2 separate regions of the Mus musculus genome follow, and region 1 is linked to region 2. The links are chromatin contacts, called in public HiChIP or PLAC-seq maps. All regions are on one chromosome and are shown on one strand. Each heading gives the region's core, a stretch centred on a gene start, on an enhancer-like site or on the middle of the called end of the contact. The rest is flanking DNA. Distances are from core to core; before and after follow the strand shown.

What was found. HiChIP or PLAC-seq counts read pairs in DNA pulled down with a chosen protein or histone mark.
Region 1: an H3K27ac HiChIP or PLAC-seq map of extraembryonic endoderm stem cells shows a contact between it and region 2. The contact joins two enhancer-like sites. A contact is called at or near these places in 2 of 484 Hi-C or Micro-C datasets (embryonic stem cells and nephron progenitors) and 4 of 115 datasets of contacts at active chromatin or transcription factors (embryonic stem cells, extraembryonic endoderm stem cells and stem cell-derived neural progenitor cells).

The regions. Positions count from the first base shown.
Region 1 is chr9:103,138,889-103,144,759 of GRCm38.p6, forward strand. It overlaps Rab6b (RAB6B, member RAS oncogene family), which reads left to right. Exons shown (of 8, transcript NM_173781.4): 2 at 1,494-1,552. Among named protein-coding and RNA genes, the nearest start is that of Gm51658, 8.9 kb to the left of the region's middle. Within about 2 kb of position 2,598, at least 16 of the 459 cell types and tissues checked have an H3K27ac peak or open chromatin away from gene starts, as enhancers often do. A contact at or near this core is called in extraembryonic endoderm stem cells, where this site is marked.
Region 2 is chr9:102,994,555-103,000,921 of GRCm38.p6, forward strand. Gm31434 (a long non-coding RNA gene) reads right to left here. Exons shown (of 3, transcript XR_871114.2): 1 at 4,766-6,367; 2 at 713-2,234. Among named protein-coding and RNA genes, the nearest start is that of Gm31434, 4.5 kb to the right of the region's middle. Within about 2 kb of position 1,482, at least 30 of the 459 cell types and tissues checked have an H3K27ac peak or open chromatin away from gene starts, as enhancers often do. A contact at or near this core is called in extraembryonic endoderm stem cells, where this site is marked.

The DNA of each region.
Region 1 (5,871 bases), core at 1,348-3,847, 150 kb after region 2:
CACCTCCGCCCTCAATTCCAATCGCAGCATTTTCCGTCCTCACCCCAAGCCGAGGAAGAGTCAGTTTCTTCATTACACAACCTTAGTGGTGGTGGTTTTGTTTTTCTCCTGTCATTTGTCATTCTGGAAATTACCTCTGCTATCTTAAGTGACCTGACACCTCTTGCTCTTTAGCATTTCCTGTGTATTGTTCCTCTTATGACCTTCTCACTAATTAACATTCTCTGATGTCTTTGTTGTGTTATAACGAGGGAGGTCCAGAGGAGTGGTGACCACCTCAAGGTGGTCATGACCACCTCAAGGTGACACAGCTAGTAAGCGCCCCAGTAGGATTTTCACCTCAGCTGGGCTGGCCATGAGGTCTTCTGGCTGCAGCTCAAACCTAGTCTATCGGACAGGTGACTGCCTCTCCTTGGCCACTGTTGGCTGTCAGGAATGACTACACTTGTCTGTTACGTGCTGTGCACAATAGATTCAAACCCAGCAGAGAGCTTTTCTATGGATCCCATTGGATTGACCGGCATGCCACTAGTCCCAGCCTGGGGATGGCCTGCTAGACAGTGGACAGGGCAGAAAGGCCTTAGGGACCTTTGCCTTCCCTGTCACGGGTACTTATCTCCTGCACTCGCTTCTGAACCTCTCTGGACTGTGGCTGAGTCCTGGTGGGGCAGAGGAGAGAAGAGCTCCGAGTAGTGACCTAACAAATGTCCCTTTATATTATCCTTCCTCCCCTCCCAGATGGCCTGAAGTACAGCAGTTGGCATTCTTGTCACTGCTGTGTCCCAGGGGACCTGCACGGGGTTGTGTCAAAAGCCAAGCCCTGCAGTTTGGGAAATTAGCAGCATTTATGGCTGTCCCAAGAGACTCTTGGCATCTCAGCCAAACTAGCAAGTCTTCAGCTGGGGACATTTCTGCCCCAGTAAGGGAGTTTACGGACTGCAGTTGTCACAGTATTTGGGGGGGTCCTGTTGTCAATTACGTAGTGGGATCTCGAGGTGCTAATGACCCAGCATTGAGCTGGACAGTCAGACACACTCTGTGGGGAATAGGCTTGCCCTTGAGAGACCTGAGAAAGGTCTGCTTCCCTGCCCCTTTCTCACCAGGGTTTAAGTTGAATAAATGGGAATCAAAGAAAGTCTCCCTTGAGCCGATGAGTGGTCAGGTGGTCTATCCAGGGGGGCACAGGCAGCCATGAGAAGAGCATTCTGTTGGGATCTCATGTCAGCTGGGGCCTGGGGTCAGGGCAGACCTGGACTTGGGTGGTAGAGGGTGAAGAAAGGGTAGGCCGCCACCTCCTCCGTGGCAGCCTGGGGACTGACGAGTGTGGCCCCCTAGAGCTCACATCAGCACCTTGGCTTGGGCTCTTTCTCCTGGGGTCTGCTTCTCTGCTTTCTGTGGTTTCTATGAGCCAGCCTTTCAAGTGCGCGTGTTTAGAAGACCCTAGCCATAGGCTGGTCTTACGGCTGAACCTCTCTCTCCTTTCTGCCTTGCAGTCGGGAAGACGTCTCTGATCACGAGGTTCATGTATGACAGCTTCGACAACACCTACCAGGTAAGACTCCCCACTTCCCATGCTCCCCCCCCCCACCTCCCCTGCCTCTGTCTCTGCCTGTGGACCCTGTCTGGAGAGCACTGCCAGCTGTCTCCAGGGAGCATTGAGCTCAGAGTGGGTGGGGCCACTGCAGCTCTCTCAGGCAACTTACCGATTGGAAGGAATGCCATGCCCTTCCTGGTAACCTGGCCTAGGCCGGAAATGAGCTCAGAGTCTAGATGTTGAAAAGGAAACTTTTATTTTTTAAGGGAGAAATATCAAAACCAGAGAAGGGATCTTTTGAAGAGGCAGGTTGGAAGCATTACAGAGTTTGGTTATGTCAAGGGGCAGGCCGAAGAGGATAAGATGAAGTGCAGGGGCAGTTGGAGAGGGTGCAGCTCAGGAGTGGTCACACTGGCTGGACTTGACATACACATAACCCAGACAGACCACGCACGGACTGTCACACACGCTCAGTCCGCCCTCATCCCCTGCTGCTGAAGCACACGCTGCCACAGAGAGGCGTGGACGCTTAGTTGACCCTGCCCTGTGTGGTCAGGAGACTGGGCATAAAGACATCTGTGGAGCCTGGTTTGGGAATGGTAGCCTGGGCTCAGTCACAGGCCCATAGGTGACCCCAAACCGAATTCATGAGGGGCAGAGACATATCTGTTTGGTATCAGTGGTGGTGGTGGACAGGGCAGGCAGTACACGTGAGTTTCCTCACAGCTAAAGCATTTTGCCAAAGTTGTTATCCCTACCACCACCTTGGACTGTCTGTCCACAGTTAGTTCACCAGTTCATTTCTCTAGGCTAGGGTCCTGTGAGATACTAGCTCCCAGACAATGTTAGTAGCTGTTACTTGGCAAAGGGAGTGTGTGGTTTCACAAGCAGAGCTGGGTTGTTTAGACTGGGGGGGGGTGGTGGGGGGAATGAGGGTGGGAGTGGAAGGGGACTGCTCTCGCTCAGCACTGAATCTCAGGGCTCCCCCTCAGCCCAGGGCTTCAGTCTGCTGAAAGCAGATGCAGTGGTTGTTTGAATGTAGAATCCCTTTGTCAACACATTCTCAAGGACAAGTATTTATAGATTCACTGGGGCAGCTGTTCCAAGGTGCCGCTCTCCCCGCTGCTGGGTGTGGAGCAGCCCACGAGTCTCCGATGCTTGTCCGTCCGTCAGTGCCCTAGTGCAGTCACCCTTGTCTCAGATGTCCTCTGAGGACCCCCTTTCTGTTTCCCTCAAGTTCTTATTCCACTCTGCAATGGGTGGACTGAAATCCTATATCACGTGGACTCCAGAGGGATTGCCTACGGGGAAGGACAGGAGACTCTGGGTGCGTCAGAGGGTGTACGTGGCTTTGGGACATTGATGCCGGTCATACTGTTGTGTCCTCCCCCAAGCCAGGACTTTGCGTCACTTTGGTCTGACTGTGGAGCAGAGGTGACATCCCTAACAGACTCCCCTCCTGAAAGAAAGATGAAATTTCAAGACCTGTAAGTCATATAAAGTACTCAGAAATTGCTGGTTGTTTGTGAGCCTAGAGGCTGCCTGGGGCTGAAAATAAAGAAAAACAAACCTGGGTATGCCACATAGTTAAAACATTCCTGGGAACAGCTTAACCTATAAGATAAAGAAGACTGTGAGGACAAGCAGGGCTATCTTGTCTGGGTCAACACCACCTGGCCGGAACCTCCCCTCTGTCTACTGCTCCTTGACGCCGGGTAAAGTCATACATCAACTGGTTGCTATGTGAACAAAGATAAGCCCCCAGCCCACAGAAACAAAGTCCTGATGCCCTTTTGCTGACATGTAATCTTTCTGTTAATGTTTAAATAAGCCAATAGTGTGTCTCTATGCTGAATTCCACACCCCTAAGCCCCTTACCCCATAAAAACCCCTAGCTTCTGAGCCTCGTGGCCGACATCCGTTATCTCCTGTGTGGGATGCATGTCGGTCCGGAGCTCCATAATTAAACGTCCTCATGTATTTACATCAAGATGGTTGTCTGTTCGTGATTCTTGGGTGCACGCCGAATCGGGAGTTGAGTGGGGGTTTCCCCACTAGGTTCTAACACTCCTAAAGTCTCCTTGTGCTCTGTGTGTGCACATGCACACGTGTGAATGTGTGCACCTGCGCACATGCTTGTGTTTTTATTAGTTGACTTTTCCCTTTTTGACACAGAGACTCCTGTGGCTCCAGCTGGCCTTGACTCTTCTGGGTAGCTAAGAATGACAGTGATCTCTGGCTATTTCTGACTACTGCTTGATTTTTTTTTAGCGATCTTCCTGTTTTTCCTATGGCACCGCATTGAGATTCTTAGCAGCAGTGGACAAATTACCTTTGAAATTTTATCTCCCTTCTTCCCACTGTCACCCTCATTGCCTGACGCTTGTCACTCAAATCAGGCTTTACTTGTTCCTGTCACTGTGTGGTGGCTGGCGATGGCCTAGCCTGGACATCAGCTCCTGTCACTGTCCCAGCTCCGCTCGCTCTGCTCTGAAAATTCTTCCAATGCCTGAAGCGTGGCAAATGTTTGCCCTGAGAACAGAGCCCCACCTCTTGCATCAGTTCCCATGAGCCTTTGGCTGTAGCGTGTGATCCTGAAAGCTAGTTGGGCCCCTCAAGTCTAGGGCTACTCCTCTGCCCTTCTGGTTCTCACCTGTGTTTTGGGATGTGCCAAGTCCAGGATCTTCTTGGAGACATCACTGTACAAGGCCTGGCTGAAGATGGTGCCACAGGTACCTACGGGCACAGTAATGGCTGCTTGCCTCAGTTGACTGGTGCCATCAGACTGAGCGCCTCCCAGGACCACTGTCATGGTGAGTCAACGGAGATCACAGAACAGATCCGATGCCGCTCTCCCCATGCGTGGGAGAATTGTCTGACTCGGTTTCTTTACATCACCAGGTGGAAATCCTTTCCTTAAGCCCTTTAGAGCAGTAATTAGGCTGAGAGGCTGGGCTCTGCTTCTCTCCGTCATTCATACACACACACACACACACACACACACACACAAAGACATACACACACACATATACACATACAAAGACATATATATAAACACACAAAGACATATACACACAGACACACAAAGACATACACACACATATACACACAGACACATATATACACTCACATATACACACAAAGACATAAATACACAGATACACAAAGACATACACACACATACATATACACACATAGGTACACACAAAGACATACACAGACACACAGACACACACAAACTCACACACAAAGACATACACACAGATACATACACAGACACACACATACAAACAAAGACATATGCATAAACACAAAGATACACACACACAGACATATATACACAAAGACACACAGATACACAAACACACACACACACACACACACACACACAGACATACACACACACAGACACATGATTGCTTGTTAATCCTCTGGAGATGGAGGAGGACAGACTTTGTTTATTTTCTTTTTCTGAGCATAGCAGCAGAGGTGTATGGGAAATAGATAAGTCCCCAGGGACCCGAGAAGATGAAATGTATTTTCTCTCAGGCTGTCCCACTGCACAGGAGCCGTGCTTGTCACCCTCCCACCAATATCCTGTCTGTCCCAGCAGCAGTACAGCATGGCAGAGTCTAGGCCCACTCAGTCAGCTCCCAGGACAGTGTTCCCTCTCTCTCCTCATGGCTCCAGACCCTGTGCTCCCCTCCCATTCACTCATCCTGACAAAAGACAGCTGTGTGCTGTAGTACATGGCCTGACAGAAGGTAGCAGAAGGCAGCCTGGCCCACCCTCAGCGGGGCACAGAGGGCAGGGCCTATCCTCAGCCACGGCCAGTGCCACCTTGATGTAGAGCTGAGTGTGCAAGAGGCCCCAAAGGGCCACCATGCGGCCCTGAGTATGGTAGGCTGGGGTCCTCAGCTGAACCTCTCAGAAGGTTCTGTTTGTGGCCCTGGTGAGCTGGCACTTCTACAGCCCTGGGGGACCTTTGAGAAGCATGTCTTCGTTCTCTACTTACCTGGCAGTTACACACATACACACACACACACACACACACACACACACCCCTTATTCTCCGCTAACACATGTACTCTAGTCTCTCACCGCCCTGCCTAATCACACCATACAAACTGATTCACTTATACAGTTTTCACTTGGTGGAAAACCAAGTCTCAAGCAGAGGAAATTTTGTCTGTGGTGATTCCTTCATGTAAAACCCCAGCTAAGAGGTAGTATGTTTTGTAATGTGGTAGCATGATGCGGCGGAAGTGGGTGCCTTAGCGGGCCCATGTTGAGGTACCCCCACCAAGGTACCAGCCAGACAATGGGTCTAGTATAAA
Region 2 (6,367 bases), core at 232-2,731:
CTAGAGATCTAAGGGGCTATCTTCTCTAGAATTCATGACTCCTCTCCTCAGGATCATGGACAAGGAGATCTCGGAACGCTGGACCCATGCCAGAGAAGGGGAACAAACTGGGTTCTCATCATAAATCAATGTTAGGCCTGCTGAGGGCAACAGACTTCATGTTACCTACAAGGCATTGCCTTTGGAATGGGCTGCCCCTAATTGATTTTAGGTCATCTGACACTTAAAAAGAGAGAAGCGTTTGGGCTAGGGTGGGGTGGACAGGTGTCTCCTCTCTTTCATCATCAAGAGTGTGATGCCTCCTGCCTTGGAGCGATGCTTCCTTACCGAGGAAGAAGCACCAAGGCTCATGGAGAAGCCCATGCTCTATGTTCACATGGAGCAGCGAAGCGTGGACTTGCGCTTATCCTCGGTAGGACTTCCAGGGACTGAGTTTGAAGAAGCCAGAAAAGGGGGTGGAATTAGAGGCAGCATGGAGTCCAAAGGTGGGGGCGGGGTCAGAATGGGCCACCTTCTCTACATCTGCAATGCTCCTGAGGAATGTCACTGTCTGGGAATGTCACTTGTACACTTGCCACCTATTCAGTTCCAGCATCATCACTGGCCCAGAAGCCCCTTTATCTGCAGGGGTTACCTCCAGGACCCCTTATAGACTGATCCTTGAAATGGCAGACAGTTTCTAGCTCTACAAATGTACTATACATATACTTACATAGCCACGATGAAGTTTAATTCCTAAATCAGGCACAGGTGACTCACCACGGTGACAGTAGAATGGAGCCGTTGTTACAACAGGTTGTAATGAAAGTCACAGGACTAGCCTCGGTCAAGAGATCCCTGGTCAGTTCATTATTATTTCTATTTCTGTGACAAAATGCCCGACGGAAGCAGCTTAAAGTTATGTGAGTGTTGTCTCTCCCTCCCTGCTGGTGAGATTGTAGAATGGAATGTCTTCCTAAAGAGATGGGGTAAAGGGGGCGAGGCAGGAGCTGTGCTAAAGTCCTGAGGCACTATTAACCTTAAGTAATCTTGAGTAGACGTCATTGAGCCAGGATGGTGCTGCTGAAAAGCAGCCTAAGGAGGAAAGGACTTTGAGGTTTGGTTGGTTGGTTGGCTGGTTATTTGTTTGGTTCACTCATATTTCAGGTTTATGGTGTGTGGTGATAGGGGAGTTACCATGGCAGGGAGCACGAGGCAGCGGATGCATTGCATCCACGGTCAGGAAGCAGCAGTGACTGGTGATGCTTAGCCTGCTTTGACTGTGTACGCAGTCCACGACAGCAGCCCAGAGACTGGTACCTTCCTAGGTACCATCTCAATGAATCCATCCTCATACGATTCCTCACAGGAAGCTGAGGTAGTCCAGGTGACTCCTCCCATGAGGGCCTGAAGCTTTGCCTCCTGGGAAATTCCACATTCTGTGAAGTCAGCAAGCAATATCAACTGTCACAGGGTAGAAAGTCTGGCAGTTCTCTGCGAGTCATTGAGCAACAGGTGGCAGCTGAGCTCGTGGGATATGAAATGAGAAAGGATCTGAGATGTATCAGACATGTTTCATGCACAGTTAACATGACAATATATTGTGTTGTTGTAAAGTTTATGAGAAGTAGAAATAGACTATTATGACACTATAGCCCTTTTTAGGCTATAAGTAGAAACTGTGGTGTATCCTGCATACCGCCTATGAGATGATGGTCCCATGTCCTCAGCAGGGTACGTGCGTTTCTCTTTGTCTGTTCTGAGCTGCAAGGATGGGCTGGTATCTCAGAGTTCCTCCTGTGCAAACAAGAGTCATGATATGTACATAACTGGTGCTCAGCAAATATTTGTGCAAGGAACAAATAAACATGTCACCCAGGAATGTTCTAGAAGGGAGGCAATGTCAGTGTGGACAGCGGCTTGGACTTTGGAATAGGCCAGATTGCAGCTTGAGTTCCAACCCTGCCTCCAATCAGTCCAGTGAAGCAGATCCCATAGTCAGCCTCTTCCAGCCTCAGTCTTCACTCCTACATGAAGGACACGAGGCCCACGGCTTCTCGCCAGCTTGGTTTTAAAGGCAATATACAGCACAGTAGCTATGAAGGCAGGATTAGGTAACATGACCCGTGCTCACCGGGAGCTAACAGGAGTAGCAGACTCTAACTCACCGTCTAAGGGGTGGGCTCCCCTAGGATGCAGAGGATAAATGTGAGGCTTGACAGTCACAGGAGCTAGAGCATCAGCTTGGAGGCTACCTGGGTGTATGGAAGCAACAGAGAGGAGCTGTGACTGCTCCAGAACCACAAAGGAGAGAGAAAGGCAGGACAGGACCTAGAGTGTCCCCTTGACCCCACCTGAGGTGGGGACCCTGGTGATGCTTTCCATTCCAAAACTGGGTAGAGAAGCTGATGCGTGTTCGGGAGACTGCTTCTTCCTCCTCCCCCTCCTCTTCCTCCTCACCCATCTCCTCCTCTCCTTCCTCCTCCTCTCCCCATTCTTTTTATCAAAGCCCATTATGTTTGCTTCATTATACAACAATGCTGCTAAGATTCAAAAGATAAAGAAAAATGAAATTATACAAGAGCAAAAGTCCACTAGATGCAATTATAATCTTTATACCATACTTTACTGTTTCTCCTAGCCTTACATTGCCTGTCATAGCTCACGTGTGGTAGGTGTACATGTGTATTCGTGTGCACATGGATGTGTGAAGGCCAGAGCCCAATGCTGGGTGTCTCCTTCAATCACTCTCCACTTTAGTTTCTGAGATAGGCTCTCATGCTGAAACTGAAGCTCACCAATTCAGCTAGGCTGGCGAGCCCCAGATCTGCCTCTCTCTTTCTCACCAGTGCTAGGACTACAGACACACATACTTCTGCGTCCTCCTGGAACAGCATTTTGAAATCACAAATGGCACATATTATATATGAAATATATAATTTTAGAAATTTAAATCGCATTATTAAAAATATCTAATAAAAATTGTGTGTGGGTGTGTGGGTGTGTATGTGTGTTGGTGTGTATGTGTGTAGTTATGAGGATAACTTGGGGAAGTTCTTCTCTCCTTCTATCATGTGGCTCCCCAGGATTGGACTCGGGTCCTCAAGCTTCATGGCTAACAGTGAGCCATCTTGCCCACCCAAATTGGCCTTTTTATTTGACATCATGATATAGATGTTTTCTTTGTTATTATAACTTTTTTTGTGATAACTTTTAGTCCTGCAGATAGCCTATGGAGCTGTGTTTCTGAACACTTTGGATCCCCTCTTCTCCAGGGGCTGGGAAGTCTTGCCTCTGCCCTGGTAACCTCTCAGCCATGAGTGCTTGAGGCCAGCAGGGTCTAGTGTGTCTGTAGTATGTGAGACCAGAGAGACAATGGCTGTACTCAGAAGACCTGAGAGCCAGGTCACATTGACCTCTCCATGGGACAGGCCAGCCCTTGGCTTCCAGTCTTCTTTGAAATGGGATCAACAACCTGCCTCACAGAGTAAGTGCTAGGCAAGTGAGCTATCAGCTCAGCCCAAATCTTGGTTTATTGGATTTACCAGAACCTTCAGAATCCAGCAGCAGGAAATGCAGCCCAGCAAAACTTAACCATAAAGAGAATTTATTAGCTCACAGAATTGCAAAGTCCAGATACAGTGACCCAGGAGGGACACAGAGCCTGGAGGATATGGCTGTGGGTCTCAGTCATTGTGGTCCCACCTGCCTACCTTTCTTGTCACCCCTTTCTAGGGAACTTTCTCTCCAGTACTCTCCAGACCAACTTCTGTATTAGTCAGGGTTCTCTAGAGTCACAAAACTTATGGGTAGCCTCCATCTAGTAAAGGAATTTGTTGATGACTTACAGTCTGTAGTCCAACTCCCAACAATGGTCAGCAGCAGCTGTGAATGGAAGTCCAAGGATCTAGCAGTTGCTCAGTCCCACAAGGCAAGCAGGAGGAGGAGGAGGAGGAGGAGGAGGAGGAGAAGAAGAAGAAGAAGAAGAAGAAGAAGAAGAAGAAGAAGAAGAAGAAGAAGAAGAAGAAGAAGAAGAAGAAGAAGAAGAAGAAGAAGAAAAGAGAGAGAGGGAGAGGGAGAGGGAAAGGGAGAGGGAGAGAGAGAGGGAGAGGGAGAGAACTGAGGACAGCACTCCCATTCCTGGCATCCCCAAGAGAAACATTGGCCTGTCTGCTTCATTAGAGGTCCCGATGACTAGGCCTGGCCTATGTCCTCCTGCCTCAATTGTCATCCATTCACTTATACCTCCTAACCTGTGAGTGGGTGAGGGTGGTGGTCCCAAGCAGGGTTAGGAGGTGCTTTCATCAAAAGAGAGGAAGACTTGGGGAGGGGCAAATAGTAGCCATGCCCTTCACAGACTACCAGTTCCACTGTGGCTAGAAGGAAGTTCTCAGAGCAGGGAGCCCAGCATCCCCTGTGGGTTTGACAGTCACAATCCTTTGTGATGTGCTCAGAATCTGTCTTGGCCACTCTCTTCCTCTGCCAGCTCTACCCTAACACAGTAAGCATTTTCTCTCGAATGTCCAATGCAAAGAACTGCACCCTCAGTGCCTGTGACCATGAACTGGGAGGAGGGGCCTTCAGTGACCACATCAGGTGACTCACTCCACCTTCACAGATATGGTCCAAGGTGTATTACAGTCCCAGACCCAGCTGAAGTGTCCTGAAACAGGAGGAGGTTGGAACTCTGAGATGGGGCTGGAAATCCCTGTCCAGTCTCAGCGCCCAGGACCTATCTGTGTTCAGCAGGGAACAAAGATGTGCAGGAAGGTACGTCTCCCATCACCTTGTGTGCTTGAGAGGCCAGGAGAGGCAGGTGCTCATTGGATCCACCCAGCTGAGTGTTCTGCAATGGCCTCCTGCTTTCTGCTCTTGTGTGCACTTGGTTGGTCCCTGTCCTGAAGTCTCACAAGTCACCTGGTAGGAAGTCGACCCAAGCAAGGCAGTGAGGATCTAATAATGGCAAAGCAGGGCACCGGTCCCTTCAGAAGTGAGAAAGTCAGGGCCCCACACTAAGGGGGTAGGACCGTGGCAAAGATGCTGAAGGAGGGGAAGGTGGGATGGGTAGCCCAAGGCCCTTCCAGGAATGGAGGACACCACAGATAAAGGGAAAAGAGATTGCAGGCACTGAGGAAAGACTGAGGAACAAAGGTCTGAGAAGAGAGGGGCCCACCTAGATCCAGAGCCAGGGGACAGGGCACAGAAAGGACACCTGCTGCAGAGAGGTCAGGAGCTGATCCAGGTGTTTGTGGGAAATCTAGGAAGTAGGCAAGGATCCTCAGGCCTCCTCATGAGGACTTCTAGGGTTGACACAAGGACAGGAGGGGAAGGTAGGCATTCTGAGAGGACTGAGGAAGCCTGTTGTCAGGAAGAGCTCTCTCCTTTCTGTGTGTCTTTTGTGTGTCTGTTTCTGTCTGTCTGTCTCTCTGTTTTCTGTCTGTCTGCCTGCCTGTCTGTCTGTCTGTCTCTGTCTCTTTTGCATGCATGTGTGTGCATGTCTGTCTGTCTGTCTACATACTGCAGGTAAGACCCACCCTAGCATGGCTGGAGGAAGAATGGAATTTGAGGCTGGTGCAGACTCCTAAGCTCGCCACATGAACTTAGGGAGAAATTATGCCAGCTGTGGAGAACACCTGGGCCTGGAACTACAGCCATCATGGGTTTGGAAGGAGGCTATGCCAGCCGTGGAGAGGACTTGGGTCTAGTCGAGGCAAAAATCAACAAACAAAACAAGTTGGGTGCATCCAGGGAGGGACCAAGAGGACAGCACCTAGAAGACAGCCACAGCTCCAATAATGGTGACCTGAGAGTCCAGCCACAGGAGGGAGTTAAGCGACTTGCTTGAGAATATGGAGGATAGAGCCAAGAAGGTAGCCCCGCTTTGGATCACAAAGCCCAGCACTTAGGGTACGTAGATCCAGGAGGGCAGAATCCTTCTTCAAAACTGGATCAAGGCAGCTTCACTTACCGCACTCTCGGTCAGCTTCAAGATGAATGTGTGACCTTGAGCTGCAGAGCTTCACAAGGAATGTTGGGAACAAAGAAGACCTGAGGACTCCCTGGGAGGTCTTCCGCAGCTGGCTTAGTCAGGTTACGCATCCCACTACACCCCACCCTGGAATGTTGGCCTCGCACTGTGGAGGCCAGAAAGATGTTGCCACTAGGAAGAAGGGATGAACATGCAACAGGAAAGGTGATGTTAAGTGAGAAAAAGATCCCCAGGTGAGTTCATGCCCACTGGACTTTGCCAGTTACTGCTGGTCCTCGGTCCCCAGTCAAAGGGCTTGAGAGGGGAAAAAAAAATCACTATACAATAAGCACATTAAATAATTTTCATCATTCTAACCCAGCAGGTGGTTGAATAACTCCTGTTTGCTGGCACAGCCAT